Regions from separate parts of the Mus musculus genome. Here all the other regions are linked to region 1. Evidence: chromatin contacts called from public Hi-C and HiChIP or PLAC-seq data. All regions are on one chromosome and are shown on one strand. Each heading gives the region's core, a stretch centred on a gene start, on an enhancer-like site or on the middle of the called end of the contact. The rest is flanking DNA. Distances are from core to core; before and after follow the strand shown. Region 1 has its middle 440 kb from the start of Gm20125. Region 2 overlaps Gm32543 (a long non-coding RNA gene). Region 3 overlaps Gm32543 (a long non-coding RNA gene). Region 4 overlaps Gm32543 (a long non-coding RNA gene). Region 5 has its middle 170 kb from the start of Gm32656. Region 6 has its middle 110 kb from the start of Gm20125.

Evidence for each region. HiChIP or PLAC-seq counts read pairs in DNA pulled down with a chosen protein or histone mark. Hi-C and Micro-C count contacts between places; a contact is called where the count stands out from the background.
Region 2: a Hi-C map of the G1E-ER4 cell line shows a contact between it and region 1, with 2.0 times the contacts expected there. The contact joins two enhancer-like sites. A contact is called at or near these places in 3 of 484 Hi-C or Micro-C datasets (the AML12 cell line, the G1E-ER4 cell line and bone marrow-derived macrophages).
Region 3: a contact with region 1 is called in a RAD21 HiChIP or PLAC-seq map of pro-B cells, with 9 times the contacts expected there. The contact joins two enhancer-like sites. A contact is called at or near these places in 1 of 15 datasets of contacts at CTCF or cohesin (pro-B cells), 1 of 484 Hi-C or Micro-C datasets (the C2C12 cell line) and 1 of 115 datasets of contacts at active chromatin or transcription factors (large pre-B cells).
Region 4: a contact with region 1 is called in a Hi-C map of bone marrow-derived macrophages, with 11 read pairs. The contact joins two enhancer-like sites. A contact is called at or near these places in 2 of 484 Hi-C or Micro-C datasets (bone marrow-derived macrophages and embryonic fibroblasts).
Region 5: a contact with region 1 is called in a RAD21 HiChIP or PLAC-seq map of pro-B cells, with 10 times the contacts expected there. The contact joins two enhancer-like sites. A contact is called at or near these places in 1 of 15 datasets of contacts at CTCF or cohesin (pro-B cells), 3 of 484 Hi-C or Micro-C datasets (ECoMG-derived neutrophils, bone marrow-derived macrophages and myeloid progenitors) and 2 of 115 datasets of contacts at active chromatin or transcription factors (the 230-238 cell line and large pre-B cells).
Region 6: an H3K27ac HiChIP or PLAC-seq map of microglia shows a contact between it and region 1, with 5 times the contacts expected there. The contact joins two enhancer-like sites. A contact is called at or near these places in 1 of 39 promoter capture datasets (macrophages), 1 of 484 Hi-C or Micro-C datasets (bone marrow-derived macrophages), 1 of 115 datasets of contacts at active chromatin or transcription factors (microglia) and 1 of 9 other capture datasets (macrophages).

Annotation. Positions count from the first base shown.
Region 1 is chr10:16,650,505-16,655,012 of GRCm38.p6, forward strand. No RefSeq gene overlaps it. Among named protein-coding and RNA genes, the nearest start is that of Gm20125, 440 kb to the right of the region's middle. Within about 2 kb of position 2,152, at least 39 of the 459 cell types and tissues checked have an H3K27ac peak or open chromatin away from gene starts, as enhancers often do. A contact at or near this core is called in the 230-238 cell line, ECoMG-derived neutrophils, the G1E-ER4 cell line and 3 more, where this site is marked.
Region 2 is chr10:17,582,735-17,587,242 of GRCm38.p6, forward strand. The region is part of intron 3 of Gm32543 (a long non-coding RNA gene); the gene reads right to left. Among named protein-coding and RNA genes, the nearest start is that of Gm32656, 75 kb to the right of the region's middle. Within about 2 kb of position 2,332, at least 40 of the 459 cell types and tissues checked have an H3K27ac peak or open chromatin away from gene starts, as enhancers often do. A contact at or near this core is called in the G1E-ER4 cell line, where this site is marked.
Region 3 is chr10:17,557,738-17,562,245 of GRCm38.p6, forward strand. The region is part of intron 3 of Gm32543 (a long non-coding RNA gene); the gene reads right to left. Among named protein-coding and RNA genes, the nearest start is that of Gm32656, 100 kb to the right of the region's middle. Within about 2 kb of position 2,699, at least 69 of the 459 cell types and tissues checked have an H3K27ac peak or open chromatin away from gene starts, as enhancers often do. A contact at or near this core is called in pro-B cells, where this site is marked.
Region 4 is chr10:17,516,592-17,521,099 of GRCm38.p6, forward strand. All of the region lies in intron 3 of Gm32543 (a long non-coding RNA gene), which reads right to left. Among named protein-coding and RNA genes, the nearest start is that of Gm32656, 140 kb to the right of the region's middle. Within about 2 kb of position 2,065, at least 47 of the 459 cell types and tissues checked have an H3K27ac peak or open chromatin away from gene starts, as enhancers often do. A contact at or near this core is called in bone marrow-derived macrophages, where this site is marked.
Region 5 is chr10:17,482,690-17,487,197 of GRCm38.p6, forward strand. No RefSeq gene overlaps it. Among named protein-coding and RNA genes, the nearest start is that of Gm32656, 170 kb to the right of the region's middle. Within about 2 kb of position 2,717, at least 89 of the 459 cell types and tissues checked have an H3K27ac peak or open chromatin away from gene starts, as enhancers often do. A contact at or near this core is called in the 230-238 cell line, ECoMG-derived neutrophils, bone marrow-derived macrophages and 1 more, where this site is marked.
Region 6 is chr10:17,198,708-17,203,215 of GRCm38.p6, forward strand. No RefSeq gene overlaps it. Among named protein-coding and RNA genes, the nearest start is that of Gm20125, 110 kb to the left of the region's middle. Within about 2 kb of position 2,559, at least 110 of the 459 cell types and tissues checked have an H3K27ac peak or open chromatin away from gene starts, as enhancers often do. A contact at or near this core is called in bone marrow-derived macrophages and microglia, where this site is marked.

The DNA.
Region 1 (4,508 bases), core at 902-3,401:
AGCTCCCCAGAGCACTGCACCCAGTAGAGGGCAAGGACTGTTTAGTGCATCTGCTGGACATCTAGGTGGTCCCAGTAGCTTCTCTGACCGAGGGTATCCCCTTGTTCTCTAGTGATAATAGCAGCTACGGATGTGAATACCACCCCCTGCCTCTGCATAGCCATGGACCTGATTATGACCCTCAGTGGCAGCTTTGGCTAGGACGTCATAGTCTCAGGTGGTGTAGCTACTCACAGCAACCTACTCCTCTTCACTCTCTCCAGTTCCACCTCTCTTCTAATGGTGGAGCTGTTCCATACCTCCTTCTCTCCCACCTGCCACTGCACATTTACACACTGTGACAGCTTCCACTGCAGGCTGGCCATGCAGTTGGTGGGTCCCTGGGTAACACCTTCTTCTGTCCTTGCTGTGTGGTGTACCAGCAAGCAGGTGTATATGTGCTGCCTATACTGTGTACCAGAGTGCAGTATGTGGATGGCATGGTAGTCCACAGGACTGTCTCTGTTTTCCATCTTACTTGCTCCACTGTGTCGTGGTAGGCGACTGTGTGGCTTTGGTTTCCCTGTGCCATGAGCCAGAGGGCAGGTCTGTGGGTATCTTTCCCTGCCCACACCTCGTGACATGGCAGTCTTCAGGTCTCTGCCTGTCTTCCTCCTCCTTCACTGGGCTGCCTGAATTTGATTATTTGATTTGATTTGATTTGATTTTTATGCATCCTAGGCATTAAATAAATTTGGCCACCTTGCCAGGCATCAAGGTAGGATGAACAAATGACTGCCATCTGCTCAGCTCCTGACTGATATAAGAACACCACCCACAAAACATCCCTTTGCACATTGCCAAGAGATATTTTACTTTATTCTTAAAACAGAGAAACAAGAATAGACAGAACTGAATGGATACATAAGCAAAAATATAGCATAATCATATCATCATCATCATTGTTATTTAATCTTTTTCTATACAGTCCAATCATTATCCCCCTCCTGATCTGCCTTTCGACAGTTTCTCATCCCATTCCTCTTCCCCTGTCTCCCAAAGGATGTCCCTACCTCTTCCCTTCACCAGACTTCCTAATTCCCTGAGGCCTCAAGTCTCTTGAGGGATAGGAGCATCTTCTCTCACTGAGACCAGACCAGGCAGTCCTTTGCTTTATATGTTTCATGGGCTTCATGTCAGCTGGAGTATGCTGCCTGGTTGATGGCTCAGTATCTGAGAGATCTTGAGAGTCCAGGTTAGTTGAGAATGCTGGTGTTCAGATGGGGTCACTCTCCTCCTCAGATTTTTCCAGCTTTTCTCTAATTCAACCACAGGGGTTCCCGACTTCTGTCCATTGGTTGGGTATAAGTATCTGCATCTGACTTTCAGCTGCTTATTGGGCCTCTCGGAGGGCAGCCATGCTAGACTCCTGTCTGTAAGCACACCATAGCATCAGTAATAGTGTCAGGTGTTAGAGCCTCCCCTTGTGCTGGGTCCATCTCTATATCTACAATAGCTACTTGTGAGGTTGTAAAGGATACAGTGAATCTCAATAGAACTACCAGTCCATATGATCAAATTAACTTAATTATATTCTCTACCAACCTCCCATCTCTCATATACACATGAGGATGTCAGAGAAAAAGGAACAGTAGTCTACCAACTAGGTCTTCAAACTCAGATCATCAAGCTTGATGTTCAGTACTTAAACCCACTGAACAATCTCACAAATACTGCAATTCCTTTTTTTAAGAAGAATTACTTCATTGTGTGTCAAGATCAAGTGTAGCATGATACATATTGCTCAGTGCACCTGGCAAGGTATGCACACACACACACACACACACACACACACACACACACACACACGTTAGAGTCAACAGAACAACCTGAAGAAGTCTGCTCTCTTTCTAACATGATAACTCAGGGTCAGCAGGCTTGGCCGCAAGCTCCCATACCTGTTGAGTCATCTCACGTTCCTCTATTTAACTTTTCTGGAAAATTTCATTCCAAACAAGTATCTGTTAATTCTTAAACTCATGTGGAGCTTTCAGCAACATTAACAGTTTTCTACATGTAAAACGCCATTATGTAACAAACATAAACAAACAGGAACTCTCCACAAATGCTTCTAGAAAGAGGAAGTGAAAGAGATCCTTCCTACTGCATTCTGTGAGCTTAGCATTTTCCTAACATCCGATTCAGAGACAGATGATCAAGAAAGGAAACCACAGACCCACAGTTCATATGAAGATAGGAAAAATTAAACTAATGAAATTGTAAGTCAAATTTTGTCACCAGAAACTTCCAGCCATGGATTAGCAAATAAAAAATCTCAAAACGTACAATAAGAATTCTGCAGCACTGTACAGATAGAACCATTTAAGTATACACATTGGCACAACATTTGAAAATCTAGCATTTCTATATCAACAGACTGAATAAAGTAAAACTATGATCACACTAACTGATACAAAAATGCCTTTGACAATACCCAGTGCACATTTACTATGAAAAATCATTAGCACACCAGGTGTAGTGAAGACATCTTTAAATAGGGCAAGAAAAAGAATTTAAAAAACCTATAACAATCACTGATCCCACCCTTGACACTCAGTAATGAAGCAAAAACCTTGCCAGTTCCCTGATCACATCCAATTGAATTGTCAAGCTCAAGAGAGGTACTACCATACCACAAGGAGAAATGATAAAATCAAGCTAAATAGACCTCTAATCCCAGCACTTCAAAGGTGGAAACAGAAGAGTCATGATTTCAACATAAATCTCCAGTTCACAGCATGTTTCAGGGAAGTCTGGACTCTATAAAGCCTGTCTCTAACAAAATAAAATGTTTAAAATGTGTGAAGATGAAAATATTTAAAGAATTTAAAGGGGTTGTTTGTGGCAACATGCGACGGTAACCACTGAACTCTGGAGGCTGTGCTGGAATAATTAGAAGTTTTCCTGAAACTCCAGACATATAGAGAATTATTGGACTCCTGAGCTATGTAAAATGCATGGGCACAGGAGAGCAACCATATTCTCAGGGGTACGACTCATGTTGATGTGGACAATTCTAACTCAAACCATTGGATCACAAAAACAAAAAGGAAAAAAGATAAACAAAAAAACCAAGGAAGTAGAAGTGAAATTTAGGAAGAAGAGATTTGCCAGCAGAGGATGTTAGATAAGAGATAATATAGAGATCTTGGGTCCCGGATCCCTCAGAGACTAGTCTGCACAGAAAAGAGTACAGAATACAGAAGCTACACAACTTCTGGGACAGGTAGAAGAAACACAGCTTCTGGGACAGACCCTGTTCCAGGCCTTCATCTTCAGCCAGGAGGCAGGTCCTAACACCAGATATCTGTGCACCTTCCCTGCAAGAGGAGAGCTTGCCTGCAGACAGTACTCTGACCACTGAAACTCAGGAGAGAGCTAGACTGCCAGGTTTGCTGATAGAGGGAACAGAATCACAGGAGGAATAAGCTCCAACCAGAGACAACTATAACAATGAACTCCAGAGATTACCAGATGGCAAAAGGCAAATGTAAGAATCTTACTAACAGAAACCAAGACCACTCACTATCATCAGAACCCAGCACTCCCACCTCAGCTAGTCGTGGATACCCCAACACACCCAAAAAGCAAGGTTCAGATTTGAAATCATATCTCATTATGCTGGTAGATGACATCAAGAAGGACTTTAATAACTCACTTAAAGAAATACAGGAGAACACTGCTAAACAGGTAGAAGACCTTAAGTAAAAACAGGAAAACACAACCAAATGGGTGATGAAATTGAACAAAAACATCCAAGACCTTAAAAGGGAAGTAGACACAATAAAGAAAACCCAAAGTGAGACAATGCTAGAGATAGAAACCCTAGGAAAGAAATCTGGAACCATAGATGCAAGCATCAGCAACAGAATACAAGAGATAGAAGAGAGAATCTCAGGTGCAGAAGATTCCATAGAGAACATGGGCACAACAATCAAAGAAAATGCAAAATGCAAAAAGATCCTAACTCCAAACATCCAGGAAATCCAGGACACAATGAGAAGACCAAACCTACAGATAATAGGAGTAGATGAGAATGAAGATTTTTCAAATTAAAGGGCCAACAAATATCTTCAACAAAATTATAGAAGAAAACTTCCCAAACCTAAAGAAAGAGATGCCCATGAACATACAAGAAGCCTACAAAACTCCAAATAGACTGGACCAGAAAAGAAATTCCTCCTGACACATAATAATCAGAACAACAAATGCACTAAATAAAGAGAGAATATTAAAAGCAGTAAGGGGAAAAGGTCAAATAACATATAAAGGCAGGACTATTAGAATTACTCCAGACTTCTCACCAGAGACTATGAATGCCAGAAGATCCTGGACAGATGCTATATACACCCTAAGATAACACAAATGCCAGCCCAGGCTACTATATCCAGCCAAACTCTCAATTACCATAGATGGAGAAAACAAAGTATTCCATGATAAAACCAAATTCACACAATATCTTTCCATGA
Region 2 (4,508 bases), core at 1,082-3,581, 930 kb after region 1:
GTGATGATCCACTAAGACATGGTGGTGTAAATACAGAGCAGTATGGCCTCCTCTCTAAAGCCCCAAACACTATAGATGACTGATACTGTAAAAAGTGGTTTTAGAATAGATGCTGGGGACCAAGTATGATGGCATCTACCTCTAATCTCAGCACTCAGGAGGCAGAGGCAGATCAATCTCTGTGAGTTTAAGGGCAGGCTGGTTTACACATCAAGTTGCAGGACAGCCAGGGCTATATAACAAAGAGACACTATCTCAAAAAAAAAAAAAAAAAAGATGCTGGAATCTAGAATTCCATCAAGCTGTGTACAAATAAGGCTAAAACAAGCACACAACCAGGAACTGAAACATCACAGCTTCAGATATTTCTTGCTTCTTGGGTAGCCAGAGGTACTCAGTAATGAAATGGAGTACATTTAGGAGTAGAGACAAGACTGTCACTACCTTCTCAGATATAAACCACCAAAAGAGGAGCAATTACCAAACTCTTCCATCAAGCTCATCTTGACTCACCCCCTTTCTCGTTATGTTTCATTGTGGTGGAGTAGAAAAAACATATCCAGCCTTTACTCTTGAGTGCATGCATTTGTGAACTGCGGTGACCATTAGATTAGCCCTAAATTTAGACAAGAGAATGTGAAAGTTTATGGAACCATGTGTATAGGTGTATATCTATATTCATGTGCTAAATGCCTGTTGAAACTACAAATATTGCTAGTAGAATATAAAAAATTTTGTTCCTTCACAAAACTCAGCATGGGGCTGGAGAGATAGCTCAGCAGTTAAGAGCACTGACTGCTTTTCCAGAGGTCCTGAGTTCAAATCCCAGCAACCACATGGTGGCTCACAACCATCTGTAATAGGATCTGATGCCCTCTTCAGATGTGTCTGAAGACAGTTGCAGTGTACTCATAAATAAAAAAATAAAAAAACTTTAAAAAAAATTAAGCATGATTTCTAAGTAGAAAAGCAATGTGTACCCACACTGAAACTCCAGTTGGTCCCAGAGAAGACGTATGGGTTGGTTGCATGTCTATGTGTAGTGGACAAAATGAGATAGGAACTCTGGTCTCTGGTGAGGGCATTGGCTTCTGCCAGTCATGGCCTATTTAATAGGGTAAATAAAGATGTCCCCTGTAGTTACCATTTTTCCTAACCTCGAAAAGCAAATTTGGCTCTGCCTGCTTTCCTAAGTCATCGTGATGCATAGTCAGAACAACCTGAGCTCAGCTTCTATCTCTTTGCTAAAGAGAGGCCAATGACTTTCCCCAGTGCAAAAAGGTTGATCTTCATGACCTGTTATGAGATAGAAGCTGTTTTTAGAAGGATCTAAATGTACCATCCCTGGAACAACAAAATAAGATTGTAAGGATGATTGTCTTTGGGAAGGAAAGGCAGTTGGCTGTGGGAAGGGGTGAAAGAGAGACTGACCTTGCTCTGTGGAGTTTGTGGAATTCTATGTCTATCCTAGTCAACAAAAATGAATTGAAACTTTCTATAATAACTTAAAACCCACCCTACTTTATATGTTCACCTTTATCATAGGAAACATAGTGACGAGTTTACTCAGCTCTGTGGATGTTGCTCAGGGTGAAAGGTGTCCTATATGAACATCAGGTGGCCATGCTGGAAAGAATCAAGTTCAGCAATTTATGTGATTGAGAGGCCAGTACTGATTGAACCTGGGGTCTCTTGCATGCTGAACTAAGTGCTCTCCTGTGAGATCATATCTCTGGGTCTCTCTCAACTTTTATCTTGAAACAGAGACCTACTAAGTCACCTAGGCTGGTATTAAACTAATGATATTTCTGCCTCAGTCTTTTAAGAGTCCACTTGAGTTTACAAGTGGACACTACCATAACAAGTTCATATTTTTTTAAATAAGAAACAAGAAGTATATTACCATGTTAAACCCAATAAAGTTCCTTACATGGAAGGTACATGTTCTGAGACCCACTGTGAGTACTGGAAACTGAAAATATATCACATCCTGTGTGTGTGTGTTGTGTATTTCTATACACACATACATAGATCCAATGTTTAACTTATTAATTAGCCACAGTAATGGATTAATAACAGTATCAAAAAAGATCAATTTCAAACAATATACCATAATGAAACTTATGTAAGATGTCACTTTGTCTCAAATATCTTTTTGCTCTGGGCTCACATTTCCCGACAAAAATGCCTAGACAATGAGGTGAATGACGGAGAGATGTCACGTAGCATTGGGCTACAACAGGAGTTACTTAAGCAGAAGTACAGAGACAGTGTGATAGTCATCTGACCGTCTAGATGGCTACTAGGTGACTCATGGGCAGGTAGCATATAGAGCATGGATACCGTTGACAAATGGATGACTCATATCCTGGACTCCACAGAGAGACAGTTCAAAATGTCATCCTGTTACTCAAAATGGCATGTATTTAACATTTACAAATTGTTTATTTCAGGAATTTTCGACTTAATATTTTCAGATGGTGGCCGACCACAAGAACTAAGTTTCCAGAATATCAAACCGTAGGAAAGGGGGGCCTGTTGTACTTTGAAACTGGTTTACAATGCCTTAAACAAAAAGGGTACTTAGGAAAAGTCCTGTCACTTTTCCCAGTTCAGCTCTATTTCCTTTAACCCAATGGTTCTTAACCTTCCAAATGCTACAACCCTTTAATACAGCTCCTCATGTTGTGGTGACCCCAACCATAAAGTTATTTTCTTTACGACTGGAAGCTCAGTCGTAAACCTCCTAGCCTTTTCTCATCAGATACTGACTTGCAACAGAAAGGAACAGACAGCATCACAGTCCAGTGTTGCAAAGGTAAAATTTAAGTTTCCCTGTTTAGAAAACTCAAAGTAGAAGTTGCTATTCATGTTGTGCATCCAGTTGTCTGCTAGACTTTAAGTTCTTAGCTAAAGTCCTAGTTAAAGTTCACAGCATTTTAAGTATTGTCAAGTCTACCTATGGTGAAAAGCAAACATACTGTGGAAATGGCATTTTTTGTTGATGTGACTCTGGGACAATACTGTACATAGGTTCATGTCACAACAAAACAAAGCTGTGTCACCCAAATTCCACTAAAGCCTTGCACTGTGAGTGTGTCTCCAGGCCTGCACTGCTGTTCTATGGGGTGTCCCACCACAACACGTGTATTTATAGCAAGATGACCTTAGAGAACAGTGTAGGCCAAGCTCTGGACCATGGTGCACACACACTACCAGCATCCGTAGCCCTCAGCCCTCACTCAGAAGAGGTGATGTTTCTCAATGTTTCCTTGTTTTCCTTCTTGGTGTACTGACTTCTATATGCCTTCTTCCGTCTACTAATGCTCTGAAATCCTGGGATGATCTCTATGGGAAGACTGTGAGAGAGCATAAGTTTTTGTTTTCCCTATGCTTCAGAGAAAAGAAGATGACTTGTTAAAGACACTGTCTGTGCTAACAGTGCCCTGGCCCTGTCCTGGAGCCCACATAAGGCGGAGAGCTTTGTGGAGGAAATCACTTAATTCCAACAATAAGTGCTGTCTTGAGTTAATTGTATTAAGGAAGCAGCATCACAATGATTCATGTTACAATGAAACCATTATTGCCTAGACTCTGCCAAAAACCTTACCACAACTCATTCATGCAATTCTATTACAAATTAAGATGTCCTATAGTCTTGAAAGGAGATGTCATCTTCAAGGCCCCTGGAGAAGGGAAGACCTATGCTTCAGATCAAGAAACTGACCTGAAAACTTAAACAAAGGGAAAATATTAAATCTCTGATGATTTCTGATGAGTAAGGAATAAGGGCCACTGTCCCTTCATGTCCCTTCAGCTTTTTATAGAGGTTCAAAGAGAAGTTCAGTGAAACACAGTTTGCCCGAGGAACATGGCCAGGACCTACCAGGGTTCTCTCAAGGGAGAAGAAAAGCAAAGGGTCTGAGAGGCTGTGTGTGTGTGTGTGTGTGTGTGTGTGTGTGTGTGTGTGCGTGTGCATGTGTGTGTTTTTTGCATCTGTGTGAGCATGTGTGTGTGCATGTGTGTGAGCATGTGTGTATGTGCATGTGTGTGAGCATATGTGTGTGTGTGCATGTGTGTGAGCATATGTGTGTGTGTGCATCTGTGTGAGCTTGTGTGTGTATGCATCTGTGTGAGCATGTGTGTGTGTGTGCATCTGTGTGAGCATGTGTGTGTGTGTGTGTGTGCATCTGAGTGAGCATGTGTGTGTGTGTGCATCTGTGTGAGCATGTGTGTGTGTGTGTGTGTGTGTGTGTGTGTGTGTGTGTGTGTGTGCTATAATGTTATCAACCACTTCCTGATATTTCTTAGCTTTTCTCTGTTTTCCCTTCTGGCACATTTTTTTCTCACATCCTTCCTCAGTTGACTGGTGCTCAGGAAATCGATATAGTGCCAACCCTCCCAGCAAGAAGGAGCAAATCAGATCAAGAAAAGGGAACCCATAGTCTTCCTCCTTTTCTCCTCTTACATTTTACTATCAGGAAGAGCTGCTGTTATCCATTCCTCTA
Region 3 (4,508 bases), core at 1,449-3,948, 910 kb after region 1:
AACTTGGCCCTTCGAAAAAGCTTCTCCGGAAAAAGGTTTAGCAAAACTTCATCAGATTCTACGGGCATCACTGACAATCAATAGACTTTTCAAAAAGATGTCACCTTTGGAGGTTGTACTCCCTAGGCTAACAGCATTTAAATTACTAGTGTTTACGATGTTCTTTGGAAAAGATCTTTGATCAAGAAGCAATAGTTAAAAGCATAACTTTGTTCTAGCACTAAGAGGCTGAGAACCCAGATATGGGAAAGAAAATATTCCTAGTGATAGCAACCCATCCCTACCAACACCCCCATCAATTTTCATTTAAATGTACACCTGTTGTTGTGTGATTTGAAAGGTGGCAGCCAGGGAACTCCCTATTGTGTTGATCTGTTTTTTTCTGGAGATACACTCTGATGTCATCTTTCATCATCTCAGTCAGTCTTTCCCCCTCCCCTGAGGAGCATCCTTCCCCATCAGGCTGTGAATAGGCACTCCCTGGGTCCTATACATCAAGGAGCACAAAGAAACTTCCCTTGCCTCTGCAGCCTCATCCTCATATGGTAGCTTCGCTTGATTCCTGAGAGTCCTTCAGTAAACTCACTGCTGTAAATGGCGAAATTATTGACTAGACTCTTTCTTAGTGACCGCTTACCAGAAGGAACTCCAGTGAGGGAGAATGAATACCCATAATGCCTGAGGGGAGAATAAGTCCCACCGCAGAACCAGGAGCTCTGAAGGGAAATGATGAATCCTTGAAAATGGGTCTTTCCATTTTGTAAGGGCACAGGTGTCTAGAACCTGCCTCAAGCCATCTTGACAGTTTTCTGAAGTTTTGAACTCTCAGCAGCATGAGGAGAAACCACACATTGAAAGTCCCAGGGTGTTTCTGCCTGCTTCACTCTGCCTGCCACAACAATGCCAGGATGTGTCTGCTCTTCCTCTCAAGTCAGACAGTTTGCCATTGGCCGAATTGTCAAAGTGGCCCCTTCAAACCCTCCCTTAGCCTTCAGACATCTCCAAGAAGTCCATCATCAGAATTCCCTACCAGATGCTTGAGTCTAGGGCAATGAATGCCTCTCCACACCTTCAGACCACTAGAGGAGCCATTTCTCGGCATGGAAAGGAAACACACATGGCATGGATATCAAAGGAGTGTCCTCACTCATCTGCCCACAGAGGCAACATGTTACATCAGATGAGAGGATAGGTACAGAGTCACACCTACCTTCCTAGAATGACTACTGCCGCAGTGTCTGCATTTATCATATTGTCCAGGCCACCGTTTCTTTGCCTGTGTAATGGGGACAATGTTGTTTGCAGTGTGGGGCTGTGAAAAGAATATATAGGAGCAGCTTAATAAATAAATAAATAAATAAATAAATAAATAAATAAATAAATGATGTAGTCTCCATGGTAGTTTCCTATTCCAATTGAGCATTTAAATTAACTACAGTCATTAATCCCAACAGAGAAAAAGGTTTATTTTGTATATAATTCTTACTTACATTCTATTTTATCTAAGCTCTAGGACAACTAACCCACGAACTTGCATCCCCCAAGACCCAGCAGTGGTTTCTGAAGCTCTGACTGCATATACAATTTTGGAAATGATTTCTAGGCAGAAAGGAAAATGGAGCCCTCTTCTTAGGAAATTAAAAGTGTGAGCTTGCCCTGAGAAATATTTACTTGGAGTGTTCAAATCAATTATTCTATGACTTTCTAACCATCGTCCAACTATTTACTCCATTAGAAACATCACACTAGGGGAGGGGGGCTAGCATGGACTTTTCTCAGTATATTGTAAGAAACCATCCTTAATGTTTTCAGGGATATTCTAGTCAAGCGGCCCCTGTAATGTGATTGCAAAGGACTTTCCCAAAATGGCCTAATTTATCCATGCAGCCAAAGAATGAAAATCTGGGCCTATAGCATAAGCCTCTAAGACTTTCTGAATACAAAAATCCATAGCTTGAACTCAAAGAAATAAAAAGACTCAGCACCAGGCTTCAAATTCCTGAGGTGGGAGTGTTGCACAGATCTCAGCATGCTGACACAGCAACCGGGCAGCTAAGCCAAGGAAAAGAGGCAAGGGGTGGGCATGGAAAAGACAAGAATAAAAGAAAGAGGGTTCCAGCTTCTTTCGTTTTTATAAAAGAATTTCTCAAAATTCTCGGCCTTGGGTGAAGAGTGGATCAAATGGTTACTTTTGAGAAACTTTTCCAATCCAGTATCATAATAGAGTTGGGCAAAATGATGTTGTTTGGGGCCCCCAATGGGAAATCATAAATTCTGGGTTATTAATGGTACTTTATGTACTGCTGGCTCTTAAAAACATTTTTCTGTTCTTGAGTCATGACGGAAGCTACAGCTTGAATTTAATTGTTCAATTTGCTTTTTTTTTTTTTTTTTCTTTCCTGGGTGAGCCAGCATTAGACTTGAGGAACTGAAAGTTTATACAGTTAGCAAGACTCCAGGGAACAGAGCTCAGCTGAGCTGAGCCAGTGAGCACAGCGCCAGAGATTATCTACCCTCCAGGAAAACGCAGATTCAGAAAGAAAGAGGGTGATTAGAAAGAATGGCAAAATGTCTCCATTAGGTTGGTGGGTCTGCCTTTCAAAATAAGAGAAACAAACCAAACAGAAAGCTTCCTCCTTGAAGTTCCTTAACTCCATTTTGATGCTCACTTTGGCTCACTGTTAGACAACTTACATTGTCCCTTAGCAGCTGTGCAAGATCCAGTGAGTCTTTAGGGAGGCTGCGGCCAAGAGTTGAGAGTTTAAGGGAGCAGAAAGGAGATCTCTGCTCACTAAATGATAGGCTGTGCGAATGCTGATGCTTTTTCAGCCTCTGTGCCTGTAAAGAAGATCTCTTAACTCCGGCTGTGGGCCTCACCCTTGTTTGTGTACCATGTTTTTGATGTTTTTACTTGAGCACATTTGAGTTAGACTTGAAGGAAACCAAACTTGTCATTTTCCCCAATCCACACAGAGACTGAAACAGAGTGAAATACAAGACATGGTGTGTCCTCTGTGTGTGTGTGTGTGTGTGTGTGTGTATGCATGTATCTCTCTGTGTATGCATGTGTGTCTGTGTATGTGTATGCATATGTGTATGTCTGTGTGTGTGTATATATGTGTGTGTTCAGGCATGTGTGTCTGTGTATGTGTGTGTATATGTGTGTGTCTGTGAGTGTGTGTGTATCTGTGTGTGTCTGTGTGCATATGTGTGTATCTCTGTATATGTGTGTGCATATTTGTATATGTGTATGCAGGCATGTGTGTGTGTCTGTGTGTATGTGTATGTGTGTGTGTTCATATGTGTGTGTGTGTGTGTGTATCTCTGTGTATGTCTGTGTGTGTGTCTGTATATGTGTGTGCATATGTGAATATGTGTGTATATGTGTGTGTGCAGGCATGTGTGTGTGTAGGCATGTGTGTGTGTATCTCTGTGTCTGTCTGTCTGTGTATGTGTGTGTGTGTCTATGTGTGTGTGCAGGCGTGTGTGTCTGTCTGTGTACATGTGTGTGTGACATGTTGAGCATCCTGAAATCTAATCTGGCCATTGAAAATCCCAGGCTGCTTTTTCTCAATTGTTAGATATTTTCCATCCAGATCTATAACAACGTCAGGTGCAAGTTTTGAGATTTACACAGACAGTGAACTAATATATTACAGGGATCTGAAAAAAAAAAGGACAAACAAAAATTACCTGAAGGGATACTGCACTATAGTCTCAACCCTTTCCTATATAGAGACACCGTGAGCTAGGGCTTCCTGCTCCTTTGGGCCCCAACTATAGATGGGCCCTGTCCTTCTGGGTTGAATTCCTCACTATTTTCCTGTGTCTGAATTTCCTGTAAATGATAAAACTGTAAAACAAAGAGTCATAACATCTGGACCTTCCTGCTTGGGACTTGATGAAGATAAATTGAGTACTAACAGGAAAAGACGGAAGAGCCCCCGTGACAGAGGCCAAGCTCATTCAAAAGGAAGAGCATTCATTTGACTGTGCTCGTGGCTTACTTAAAAACCAATGAAGAGGCAACGCGAAGGGCCCCTGAAGCCATCCCGGTACTCCCTGCTTTCTCTCAGCTCCAGCCTCAGCAGCCTAGAAGTAACTTGCCTCTAAAAACCAGTAAATCATTACTAAACATTGGTATTTTTATGGCACCTAAAAGTTTGGAATCCCCAGGACCACTCTGATAGAACCATAAAATTATTTTCATTGCTATTTCATAAATGTAGTTTTGCTACTATTGTGAATCATAATGTAAATCTCTGTCCTGCAGGATAGCTGATACAAGACTGCCAAAGGGCCAACCTCGACCCCCAGGCTGAGACCGGATGAATTCGCTGCTCTTTGTCCTACTTTAAAAGTTAAACACAAATGCAGGCCTCCTGTCTTCTGCTATCAGGGCTCACTGGGGTAGCAGAGAGATGGAACAGATTAGAACCTAGTCTGGGTTGTCCTTGTCCAATGAACAAACATCTCAAAGTCATCTCTTGTTTATCTCGCAGGAGCCT
Region 4 (4,508 bases), core at 815-3,314, 870 kb after region 1:
TACCACATTTTCTATATCCATTCCTCTCTTGAGGGACATCTGGGTTCTTTCCAGCTTCTGGCTATTATAAATAAGGCTGCTATGAACATAGTGGAACATGTGTTCTTATTACCAGTTGGAACATCTTCTGGATATAGGCTCAGGAGAGGTATTGCTGGATCCTCCTGTAGTACTATATCCAATTTTCTGAGGAACCGCCAGATTGATTTCCAGAGTGGTTGTACAAGCTTGTAATCCCACCAGCAATGGAGGAGTGTTCCTCTTTCTCCACATCCTTGCCAACATCTGCTGTCAACTGAATTTTTGATCTTAGCCATTCTGACTGGTGTGAGGTGGAATCTCAGGGTTGCTTTGATTTGCATTTCCCTGATGATTAAGGATGTTGAACATTTTTTCAGGTGCTTCTCAGCCATTTGGTATTCCTCAGTTGAGAATTCTTTGTTTAGCTCTGTGCCCCATTTTTAATGGGATTATTTACATATGAAACTCAAGAAGAAGGAAGACCAAAGTGTGGATACTTTGTCCTTCCTTAGAATGGGAAACAAAATAACCGTGGAAGGAATTACAGAGACAAAGTTTGGAGCTGAGACAGAAGGAAGGACCATGCAGAGACTGCCCCAACCGGGGACCCTTACCATAATCAGCCACCAAATGCAGACACTATTGCGTATGCCAGCAAGATTTTGCTGACATGACCCTGATATATCTGTCTCTTGTGAGGCTATGCCAGTGTCTGGCAAATACAGAAGTGGATGCTCACAGTCATCTATTGGATGGAACATAGGGCCCTCAATGGAGGAGCTGGAGAAAGTACCCAAGGAGCCAAAGGGGTCTGCAACCCTATAGGAGAAACAGCAATATGAACTAGCCAGTACTCCCTGAGCTCGTGTCTCTAGTTGCATATGTAGCAGAAGATGGCATAATCGGCCATCATTGGGAGGAGAGGCCCTTGGTCTTGCAAAGATTATATGCCCCTGTACTGGGGAACACCAGGGCCAGGAAGCAGGAGTGGGTGGGTTGGGGAGCAGGGAGGGGGGAGTGTATAAGGGACTTTCAGGATAGCATTTGAAATGTAAATGAAGAAAATATCTAATAAAAATGTTTAAATAAAAAAGAAAAGAAAACTAAAAAATAGTAAGTAGAATCATCACAGGTAGGAGACTGTTTCTATACTTAATAAGTAAAAAGGCCCAGCTGGTCCATTATATTTTCAACTTGAAAGGTATAATTAAATAAAATCAGTAAATAATGATTAAGCACTTCTGAAGAAAGTCGTCAAGACATACATTGATTGCAGCATGTCGTTAGGAACACACATGAGCTCATAAATGGTTGCTGACACTTCTGAGGAAATAATTACCCTCTCTGAACAGTTCTGGGTCCAGCACCAAGCCACCAAATGTTCCCTGACAACTTGAAGTCAAACTCGTGATGGCCAACATCCAACTACATTCAATGAAAATTTTAACATAGGTAGCAGATTGTAAGACTTGATTTTGTTTTTTGAGCTACTTAACGTAAAATTCATTCAACCCCTTTGGTTTAATAAACTCTTAATGGCTTTAGTGCCTTTAACAGAAAGACCACTGGCATCTCAGCCACTGACATGACTTACAAAATAAATTGAGGACTTTAGCATGCAGTTAGTGATGGGGAACCGTCAGCAAACAATTCCCCTGAATCTATTACTATTGAATGTATTGTGGTTGGTATTTTTTTTTAATTCTAATTTATTAGAATTTAGTGACAGCTTACACGGACAGATGCAGCCATTTCAAACTATAGAATCCAGGGGACATGGCTTTCTCTGGCACATTCTTAACCTTAATCTTATAGATTCTAGAATATGCACTCCTGGATCCTAAACCTCTACCTCTAATGAATAAGATATCCAGCTACAGATTCTTGCCACGTTCTGTTGGCTCTCCCACAGCCTCAGAAGAACTGCAATGAGACATCAGCTTCTAAATCTTCTAAGGTTCCCTTTGGGAGTTTACAGAAGTGCTGTGTGGCAGTAGGGGCATTTCCCCATATGCAAGTGTTGGATGCGGTCCTATTTACTTTAATAGAGGGAAGAGCTTAATATGAAAGTCCTCACTTGGATATTGGGAAATAGAGAGCATCTCTGGGTGTCACTCTTTGTTCTAGTTTCATTTCTGATGCGGTGACAAATCTCCAGAACAACAACAATAATAAAAAAAAAAATTAAGGCCTTAGTCAGCTTACAATTCCAAGTTACAATCCGTTCTCTCGGGGACTGTGACTCAAGTTCTCAAAGCAGGAACTTAAAGCATCACAACCACAGAACAAAGCAGAGAAAAATAAATAAACGCACAGATCCTCGCTTGCTTGCCCTGCCGACTCAGCTAGCTTTCTTCACTCCTAGACAGTTCAGGGCCCAGCCCATGAGATGGTGCCACCCACAATGAGCTGGCTTTTCCCACTTACCAATCAATTAAAAATGAAAACAATTCCCCACAGACATACCCACAGGCCTACCTGATCTAGATCATCTCTCATTAAGATTCTGTTCACAGCAACTGAAGAGATGGCTTCGAGGTTAGGAGTACAGACTGCTCTTGCAGAAGAACAGAATTTTGATTTTCAGTGCCTATTTTGGGCAACTTATAACAACCTATGTCTCAAGCTTCCTGGGATGCAATGCCTCTGGCCTTTGCTCACACTGGCACATGGGTGTACACACCCACACAAAGACACATACACAGAATTAAAACTAAAATAAATATTTGCTTTAAAAAAATACGCTTTTCCAGGTCATTACAGGTTGTGCCAACATAAAAGCATCAACATTCGTATAGCTGATGGCACTAAAGATATCAAAACCTAACTTACAGACGCAAATTACTTTCTAGTAATTTGTACCTGAGGTGATGCCTTGAACTTGACTTTAACTCTGATCTTTGAGGCATGTAAACAGCTTAAGAGTGTCTCTAGTTTCTCACTGAGCCGTGGTCCACTTCAGTGAATTCAAACAACCGTCAGAATCAATTTGAAATATGTCAAATATATGGTGTGACTACATGTAAATAAAAAAAAAAAGCGTATAAGAAATTACATCGGACTTGTTATCTAATCAATAGTGCCAGTCCTGGTTAAGATCCCTATTGCTATGATGATACACCATGACCAAAAGTACATTGGAGAAGAAAGGTAAGTTGGTTTGCACTTCCACATCATAATCATCACTGAAGGAAATTAGTGCAAGAACTACTGCAGAGACCATGAAGGGATGCTACTTATTGAATTGGTCCTCGTGGCTTTCCCATCCTTATAAAAACACAAGAGCATTAGCTTGGGGTTAATGGGTTGGGCCCTTCTCCATAAATCACTAATTACAAAATGTCCTATATCAGTAATTCTCAACCTTGTTTAATGCTGGGACCCTTTAACACAGTTCCTCATATTGCAGTGACCCCCTAACCATAAAATTACTTTGTTTGCTATTTCATAATTTTAATTTTGCTACCATTATAAATCATAATGCAAATCCTTTTGGATACAGAGGTGTGTGTGTAACGGGGTCTTGAGTCACAGGTTGAGAACTGCAGCTCTGCAGGTGTGCCTGCTAACCAGTATTACACGGAGGTATCTCCTCGGTTGAAGCTTCCTTCCTTCTGATGACTTTAGTTTGGGTCAAACTGACATAAAACCAGCCAACACAGTTTCATTTGTCCATTTGCACATTAATATGTTACCATGGAAAGTTTTATCATTATTTCTAATAAAGGGTAAAACCGCCTCCCAATTTACCCCCCCCAACTGACCCCACTTCTCCAGAATCAACATGTCCCCTTCTGCTTCTCCTCACTCACCTTCTCCAATGAGCACACTTTCCTCTGAAAATGGTCTTAGAACACCTTAACCATATAGCTCTGTGGTGAATTCCTTAAGATAGCACTACTAATCCTGTACATCTCAAGAGAAGAAAGAAAATAAATGGATCTCAGACAGTAAGTCTTCCATGAATTTTAAGAGGCATTTGGACAGAAAAAGCTGTCGTCTGCTGAGCTCCAAGTAGGATCCTGGACAAAATCCTCTTATATCCAGTCTCCCACGTGTTCTCTCTTCCCAGCCATTACAGTGGCTGTTTTATTTGATTGTAACAATTTATTCAAGTCTGTTTCCTCTCTTAGGACCATTTTGTCTCCTCTCTAGGACACTGGCCTTGTGAATATAGCTGTGTCTTTTTTCCCCCCAATCTCTAGTTCCACAGTCCAGTATGATGCCTAGAACACGGTAAAAATTCAATAATTCTTGCTGAATGCCTCAGTGAAAGGGTTGGGGTAATGGATGGGCAGACAGACAGATGCTATGTAGAATAACATTGTTTTGAGGACAAAGGTTATATTTTGACAAAACTAATTTAGTGTTTTCTGAAGCATATTTTTGGAGTCCAAATGACTATTCTTGATGGAATCTCTCTAAACAGGCCCTCATTTTTGCTTAGACCAGATCATTCTGACTGACAAATAGAGTTTTTCTTCTTT
Region 5 (4,508 bases), core at 1,467-3,966, 830 kb after region 1:
GAAGGATCATACAGGATTGATCTTAGATCTCAGTTGCAAACATCCATGACCAGATGATGACAATTTCGAGTGCCACAATCCTTTTAAGTCAGAGAGATTCAAAACCCTGCCTCCACTTAAGTAACCAATCTGTTTAATGGATAGTAGATGGATATTAACTCAAAAGTTCAAATAAAAATTTTGGCTCAGCGCTTATGCCTCCCTCACAAGGTCTCCATTCATCATTCCAGTGAATTTATCAAGGTCCGACATGCTACTGGGAAACTTGCCAGTTCAGATACATGAACTGTCAGCACATCTCTTTCAGGAACGACTCACATTGACCAAGCTCATGGAATAGATATATAAACCTGATGGCAGTTTATTACATGTGAAGGGCAATGACCATCATGGGGACTAAAGGGCCTTGAGGTCAAAGTACTAGTACATTTCTGATGGAAAGCACACCTTTATATGTGCCAAATAGCAATTCAGTGAATGCTTGGTGGTCTGGAAATGAGAAATAATAAAAGCTAAGGAGACAAATGAGTCATTGCCCCAAGTTGAGATATCTAGCTCTATCCTACCTAGGGAAGTGTTCTATCAGCTGAACTGTCTCCTCCATAAAGGACTTCAGGGGACTTGGATGTATGGACAGAGAAACAGACATTGGAAAGTTGCATTCAACTCTGTCTATGTCTCTCTCTCTTTCAATGTTTTCACGGCTGACCAACACTTGGACTTGTGTGCTGTGGGAAATATTTAAAAAAAAGAACTGCAATATTCTGAGCTACGTCAGTCCACATGGCATCAGCAGGGTATTCTCATCTCAGCAGATTCTCTGGCCCAGAGCTCCGGAAATCTCTCCAGCTCACTAAGTTCCCACTGGCAGGTCACTACCTCGCCAGCCCCAAACTACAAAACGCCCATGGCCATTTGTGGTACACATCTGGCAAACCCACACTTTGCCTCCGTACCCTTCTCTCTGGAACTCAGCCAAACTGCCACATGAAGGAAAACACAACACAAACTCAGTTCAGAAGCAATGGTAACTCAATCACTGGGTGCAAGAACTAGAATCCTAATCTTGTAAGTCATATTAAATCTAAGTCCTCTGGTGGCAAATCCTGGTAGATCTGCCATTGAAACCGTGAGACACTAGCAGCTCCATCTTGTCCTCATGCTATCCCAGTCCAAAAGCCCCTAACTCTCTCCTACTTCCTCTCTTCCTCTATCTAACCTGGAAGTCCCGCCTACTCACCCAGTGATTGGTCCTTTCATTCATTCAGGGGAAGGTTCACGAGATCACCTGAGTATGTGACTCATTCCTTCCTCCAGACAACCCCTCCTAGGAAAGTGGAATTAACATCAAAATACAGGCATCACTAGCACCATCTACAACATGTGTGCTTTCCCTCCTTAGATATGATAATACATTTTATTTGATTTGATTTCACAAATCCTGTAAACAGTATACACACAAAGAATACAATTAGCTAGTGTAGGCCATACACTTATGTCAATGTTCAAATAGAGTAAACATCTCCTCCCTGAAAATTTCACAGACTTCTAAAGGCAATACCTAATGACCACGTTCTAGAACATACAGAAAACAGAACCTTGCTATTAGATTATTATTCACTCCAAGACACTGTTTCTAGAACTGTCAAGACAAAGTAAATTTCTTACTTTATTCATTCAACCATTCTCTATGTAGCATATGACTAAATGCAACAGCTATTTTCTGGCTGCTGGTTATCCAATGAGAGCATTGTGAGCTTGGCATGGGTGCTAGAGTTGGCTAAGAGATTAAGAACAGTTACCGCTCTTACTACAGAGGACCCAGGTTTAGGTCTCGATGGCCAAATGAGAGTTCACAACTGTCTGTTATACCAGTTTCAGAAGAATCCAGTCTTTCTCTGATCTTGATAGACTCCCACATATGTAAGGTGCACACACACATACACATAAAATAAAGTAAATATTCAGTCAAAATGGAATGAGGGCTATGTCACAAGCTGTAAGTTAGCAGCTAGCCAATGACTAGTGATGGAACTAATAATAATGATGATAATAATAACAATAATAATAGAACTGGTGTAAGGCAGCCAGTTCTAATGCTTCTAGCAAAATCACAATATTAACAGTTAATATTTCTCATGTATGCATTTAAAGTTCCAAAGCAGGACATCCTTGCTTGATTTGAGTTTCATTATATTTATATGATAGCATCAAAAAGCAGCAAAGCCATGTGTTTTGGAAACTTGTCTTCAGGAGATTCTAACCTCTGGTTCTCAGTAATCCGGGAAATATTTAGTTCTCATTTCTCACATGAGTCTGCAGCAGACAAGGAAGAAAAACAAAAGCTGGAAAAACAGAGCAGCTACATTTTTAGTACAGTGGGTATTTAGTACCGAGCTAAAAGCAGCTCTAGTTGAGGGGGAAGTATTTTGTCTTGGTGAGTCCACAGGGTAACAACGTCTTAGCTTGCGGTTTGTGGGTTTCCTTTGGTATACTCTGTCCCTCTAGATACTTCACTGTTGTTTCCTAATTTAAAATTCACCATTTCAAAATGTTCTATGTTTTCCTACTTAATGTCAGAAAATTTCCAAACTGTTCTACTTTGATAGCAATTTATTGAAAAAAAATCATGAAAATGCACAGTTTAGAGGCTTATCTCATAGGCCTCCAGCATCCGTGTGATATGTGGTCAGTTTTTGGACTACATTGCTGTTAAATCCATGTGTAATACGATCATCATTCCTAAATGTCTACATGGATGTCTACATAGGTGATATCCCAGTGGGAACTAGCCAGCACCATCAGAGCAAGCACGGCACACACTTGTTCCCAGTTTCTCCTGGATCGTTTGGACATTCTCTCCACTCTTCCTTATTCTTCCTTCCTTAACAGGATTCAACTTTTGTTTCTTCTTCACTGGAGCTTAAACCATACTGTGACAGTGTTATGGGGTTTGCCCTTCACTTCCTTTAGCTATATCTGGCATCCTCTGACTTCTTCTTTACTGGTAACAGTGTGGTGAGCAGGGCTCAAGGGTTCTGGAGTTCTTAGAACTGGACTTCAGATAAGAAGTAACGGTGTCTTAAACATCCCTTCCTAAGAAGTTCAGAGGAACTACATAATATAATACTTCCTACATGGGATTGAAAGAATCACAAAATCACTTTGCTCAAATAATTCAATTTTATACTTAACAATTAAGAAAAAAAAGAATGTTTAAGCTTAAAACCTTCAAACATAGCTTCTCTGAATCTACAGTGACTCAGTTGCCTTATAGAATATTTAGGAGTTCTATTAGAGGTTTTTAAAATGATAGTATTGGAGAATTCTGAAAAGAAAATGGCAGCACTACTAATAAAGTACAATAAGTGGGTATCAGGATTAGAACTGCAATATCATGTTAAAATTTCTACCTAGCTTGGTTGTCTGATTTTAGACATTTAAGGACTTTGGGGGGATGTTGTAGTAACTTTCCTGTGCTTCAACTGATTTCCTAAGACTTCGGGCAAGTCAATTTCCTTCAGAACACCTCGGCTTGTTACCATTTGTGAAACAGGAATGGGAACATCTCTAAATAGAACTCTCCGGAGAGTTCTGAAGTTGCTTCAAATGAAGCTGTTACATAACCAGGAAGCAGATCTTTTGTTTTTCTTCTTCTCAGGTAAATCCACAGAAGCTCTTTCAGTGGACATAATTAGATTGCCTGTTAGACCCTAGAAGTTACTTCCATCCCAACAGGGTATTGAACTTCCAGTCTGAATCGATCTTCATCATTTGCAGGTTACCAGGGCAGTACTTACGAAAGTGCACCATCTCATTCACAGAAATACGCTGATTGGGGAGTCAATAGCACATGTAAATGTTCTCCTGCAAGGACCCTGATAAATAAGAAAAATGTGGACACACTACAGGCAACTTGTGCCTAATTCCCTGTTCCGATTGTATTTTACTGCAAAACTCTTCTGGCTTCTCTCCTCTGAATAGCACAAAATAACTAGACGTATATATACCCGTATGTACTCTGTGCATATACTTATATTGCCTCCTGGAGTCCATTTCCCCTGCTCAGAAAATTGGCAAACTATCAGATTTGAGGACCAAACTGTTTTCAACATGTAAAGTTTATACAGATTAATGCTGCTCAGTGAATTATTGTGCTATCAGCATATATAGATTCCCAATAGAGTATCAAATATTGATTAAACTATATGGTAGACACATACCATCCTAGAGAAAAGTTCTGATTCTGCTCTATATACTTGTGGTACTTTATGTGCATTACGTGAGACTTGTCTCATTCTGACAAATGACAAACGGATGCATTGAGTGTTGTAGTAGCCATGATTTCAAGATGCCCAAAGCAACCTCCATTCTTCTATAATAGGTCTCTTTCCTGGAATATGAGAAGTACTAAGGAATACTGTAAGGAGAGATTCTGATGCTAACCCCATTTCCAGAGTTGGTTCTTGATTTGTCAATATAGAATCGGGGGTGGGGGATGGGGGTGG
Region 6 (4,508 bases), core at 1,309-3,808, 550 kb after region 1:
ACTATTACTGCTAATAGTGATATTAGAAATAACAAAACAAAAAGAATTATATCGAAGATCTACATGAAGATTCGTGGCTTGTGAGGCATTGTCTTAAAATTTTACTTCTATTGATCCATTCACTTTATGTCATATCCCATGCTGTGGATATTATTATGATGTCCACTGAAGAAATCTTAACTAGTGAAAGCTGGAATCATTATCATATATATATATATATATATATATATATATATATATATATATACATACATATATATATATAAAGAGAGAGAGAGAAAAGAGGTTTGTTTTTAAGAAATAGGATCCATGGGACCAATGAGTCTCAAATCCATCATCTATAAGATGGTCCAGGAGGATGGAGGTCCCGCAAAATGCTGATATTCCAGTTAAGGCCAGAGACATTGTATTGTGACATGTGGCTCATTCTCAGCAAAGCCAGTCTCCTCTCTTAGGGCTTTGAACTGATTGGATGAGACTCACCTACACTACAGACAACAACTACTTCACTTCACAGAGGGGAGGGAGAATATTGTATTGTTTCCATAATTTTCACAAATAAAGATAGTGTCTCATTTTATTTTCAATGCTGTTAAGTTGGAAAAAGATAAACCACAAGATTTATCGTGTAAAGAAAACAATATTCATTATCAGTTCCCAACCGACCTTCAGTTACAAGGAAAGACATGAACCCTTCAAAGCAGTCGGTGTAGCACAGCAAACAACAGAGTGACTGACTCTCCAGCATGGTTCCAAAGCAGAGCCCAAACAATGATTCTTGATTCTGCAGGTACAGCCAACCATGGACAACCAGAACATAGCCTCTCCACCAGCCACCCCACAAAACAAGAAATCCAAGTTTCAAGTCTACCCTCTGGAGACAGGTACGGTATCTAGAACATCTGGGCTGAACTATGGGCTACGCTGTAGTTAGTACATGATTCCATGGATATATTCTCACTGAAACAAGTTGCAGTTTATTGTCTGTAAGTCACAACACTATAGAGCCAAGTCCTGCCAGAAAGAAGTATAGACTCATTCAGCTTTCAGTTTTACATTCATAAAGTAGGCCTAGGATTTGCATTGATGGAAGTCAACACATTGTAGGATATGGGGAGATACATGTTCCAAGTCCCCTTCTCAGTGAATAGCTTTTTCTCAAAAGTGGAGCTTGGCTTTGCAAGAGATTACCTCTTGAAACCTCAAGTAAATATTTGTAAAGATTATTTTTTCTCAGTAACTGAAGACAGCATAGGGTATCCTCGCTCATAGCTTTTATCAGGCTTTCTAAGTTTACCCTGAAGCCTGGCAATGGATGGACTTCAACTGCATCCCTTGGCACACCCGCTTTTTGAGACCCCCAGTAGAGTCACTGAATTGGTACATGCTAGGAGAATAAGACTCTGCAGGTCAGTTCCTTCAGGGCAAAGCATTCAACTGGATGACAACCATCTCTGTTGCCAGAAATAGACATCAGTTAATCGACAGCATTTAAGTTAAAGAGTCTAAATTGAGGAATCACAGTTTATGTGTAACGAGGGGCATGAGAGCTGATGACTCAGAACATCACGAAGCACTGTTTACATTTCAAACACAGAGAGCTTGATTTCGCTGGTGTGAACATGAAAAAGACAAAGAGAATATGCCACACAGCCACACAGGAGGCAACATGTCTCAGCAGTGAACATTTCAGTGCCAGTGACAAAAAGAGCTTGTAGGAAAAGCTGGAGGACAAGAGGACTGAATGAACTAAAAAGGGATTTACACACAGAGACAATGGTAAAGAGAGCAGAGCCAGGCCCTTGAAGACAGGAGACAGAGAATCATACAGCATAATATCTCCTTTGCCTGCTTTCACCTGTTCTCAACAGCAACAGAAAGTGTGCCATTGGTCCACCAACCACGATGCCACGCTAACACAATCCTATGGAAGACAGAAAGGCAAATAAGGGAAATAGGGTATTGTGGGGAGGGGTGATACATATGTTATCTGTGGCAGGAGAAAATGTGAAAGGAAGATATGAAATGAAGAACTGGTTTGGTTAATGGAAGGAAAAGCCAAAAGTATCTACCAAGAGACAATGAGCTCAGGGGAAATGAAGCCCTTTCCCCAATTCTAAGAGTTGTGTCGGAACAAACAACCGCAGGCCTGCACAGAAGAGGTAGGAACGAGACACCTGGGAGAGAAAGAGCAGCAATTCACTCTTCTAGGAAACACCCCAATGGGCCTGGAGCATGGTGACGTCATTTGGCATGCAGGTGGCCTCATGTGAGACTCAAAGACATGCATTGAAAGAAAAGCAGACCAGACTGTGCAAGTGGCTGCATCCAGGACCTGCAAGCTAAAGGGGTCATTAACACACTCAGCAGGCAGAGGCTGTACCCAGTGAGTTAACGGAAGCCCCCAGGTAAAAGAGCAGATGATGACCAAATGAGAAAGAGAGAAAGGGGGAGAGGTGGGACAGGCACCAAAAGGATTGCCAAAGTAAGAAAAGTAAGAATTGGATTATACAGTGGACTAGAAAAGAGGAACTTGTCAGTTCAGTGGAAAGGGGAAGAAAAAAAAAACCTGTAAAAATAGAATAGGAAACTAGTGAGGAAAGTGGACTCCACACAGAACACTTAGCTCATTTCACAAAACTTTTACAAAATACAGTTTCATTTTCTTGGTTAAGGAGCACTGAAACTGTTAGACATCATTTCCTTCGTGCCTGTGTGCAAACTCATGTGTGAGTATTAGTGTGTGTTGGATGTCTTCTGCAGCTGTGCTAGGTCATGGCTTTTAGTGGGCCATGGGGGTCAGGGTCTCTCACTAAATCCAGAGTTCACCAATTGGCCTACACTGACTGGCCAGCAAGTCCCAGATCTTCCTGTTTCTGGCTCCCCAGTACTGAGGCAGCAGATCCAGGCAGCACATTCAGCTCTGCACATGGGGACTGAGAACTCCAGTTCAGATACTCACATGGCCAGCCCTTTACCAAAGGGGTCGTCTCCCCTCAGCCATCACCATTCCAAAAAAGAAAATAAAAGAAAATCTTAGCAAGCCCAGGTTTGAGCCTGCAACATTTTTACAGTTTCCATTCCAGGATAAGACTCAGTCTTCTTAGGCATGAGAGCAGGTAGCACACAGTTCGATCTTCCAATAGTCTCTGATAGTCAAGCATCTGTGATCCTGAGCAAGCTCTGGGACTGTAGGAGCTAATTGAGTGCTTAAATATCTTTAGAGTTGAAGACGATGCTGGAGCTGCATTGAGGATTCATTGGGAAAGGTGAATATCCATTCAAAGGAAAATCCCACCTATTGATATGCTACACTCCTTTAATTTCACCACTCTGTGCCAGAGGATAGAAGGTCCCTGTGAGTTTGAGGTCAGCCATATCTACAATGTAGGTTGTAGGCCAACCAGGGCTACGTATGGTGACATTAGTGAGACCCTATCTTTAAAATAAGATGGTTCCACAAGAGAAGATTGACTTCAGTCATTGATTGTCTTAACGTGATTTGGCTTCTCCTTCTGTTTTGTTGCTCTTGTTGTGGTGGTTGTTGTTGTTGTTGTTGTTGCAATTTTTGTGTGTTTGTTTTCTCATTCCTGCTTCTTGCTGTCAATGAGAATATCCCTGGGCATTTTTCTGCCCCTCTCTGTCAGCATCCTGAAAAGGCATACTGCTAGTTCTCATAGTACATGTTTAACCACTTCTGAGCCAAAGGACAGGTATCTGGTTTTATAATTCTTCTGAGGAAGATTGCCTTGGGAAATCATACAACACCTTCCTACCTACGAATATATTCTCTGCCTTCCTAGGTCCTAAAAACGAATGCTTTGAAAATAAGTCAGAAGCAGATTAGAGGTAGAAGTGTTTTTCTTCTGCCCTGTCTTTCCAATATTTTTAAGCCCATTATGCTTCATGTTTCTGGAAAGGCATAAGACCACATTTTTCACATCTCAGTTTTTCATGAACATAATCTCACATGGCTGAAGATTTTGCAATAGTTGCTGGAGAGGGACAGCATGTTAGTGTTCAGCTGCTGTGGTGGTGCAGTGTGTGTGTGTGTGTGTGTGTGTGTGTGTGTGTGTGTGTGTGTGTGTGTGTGTGTATGTGTATGTGTGTGTGTGTCCTTCCAAAAAGAAGGTGTTCTTTTCACCTCTTTGGGGCTGCAGCAGAGGGTGAAAACCCTACAGTTTACATTCGCTTTGTCAGCCCCGTAAGCAACCATCTGTTTCAGCTGCAGAGTGCGATCTGTCAGCTTTGCTTTAGGCTGTGATCCAGTAGCAGGGGCTTGCTCATTGTTGTCTTCTTAAGAGAACCGCAAAGCAATTAACCATTCCAGTACTGGCCACAAAAGAGATGGCCACTCTCAATGTCAGGCCAGATTTTTGCTTTCCCCAAGGCTGGAAGTACTACAAAACAACTGAATAGCTATTCAGACTGTTTCTTTGTTCCCTAAAGAGGCAACATGCTCTTTGTTATAAAGGCAACCTGGATTTCCTGACATACCATTTCATTTC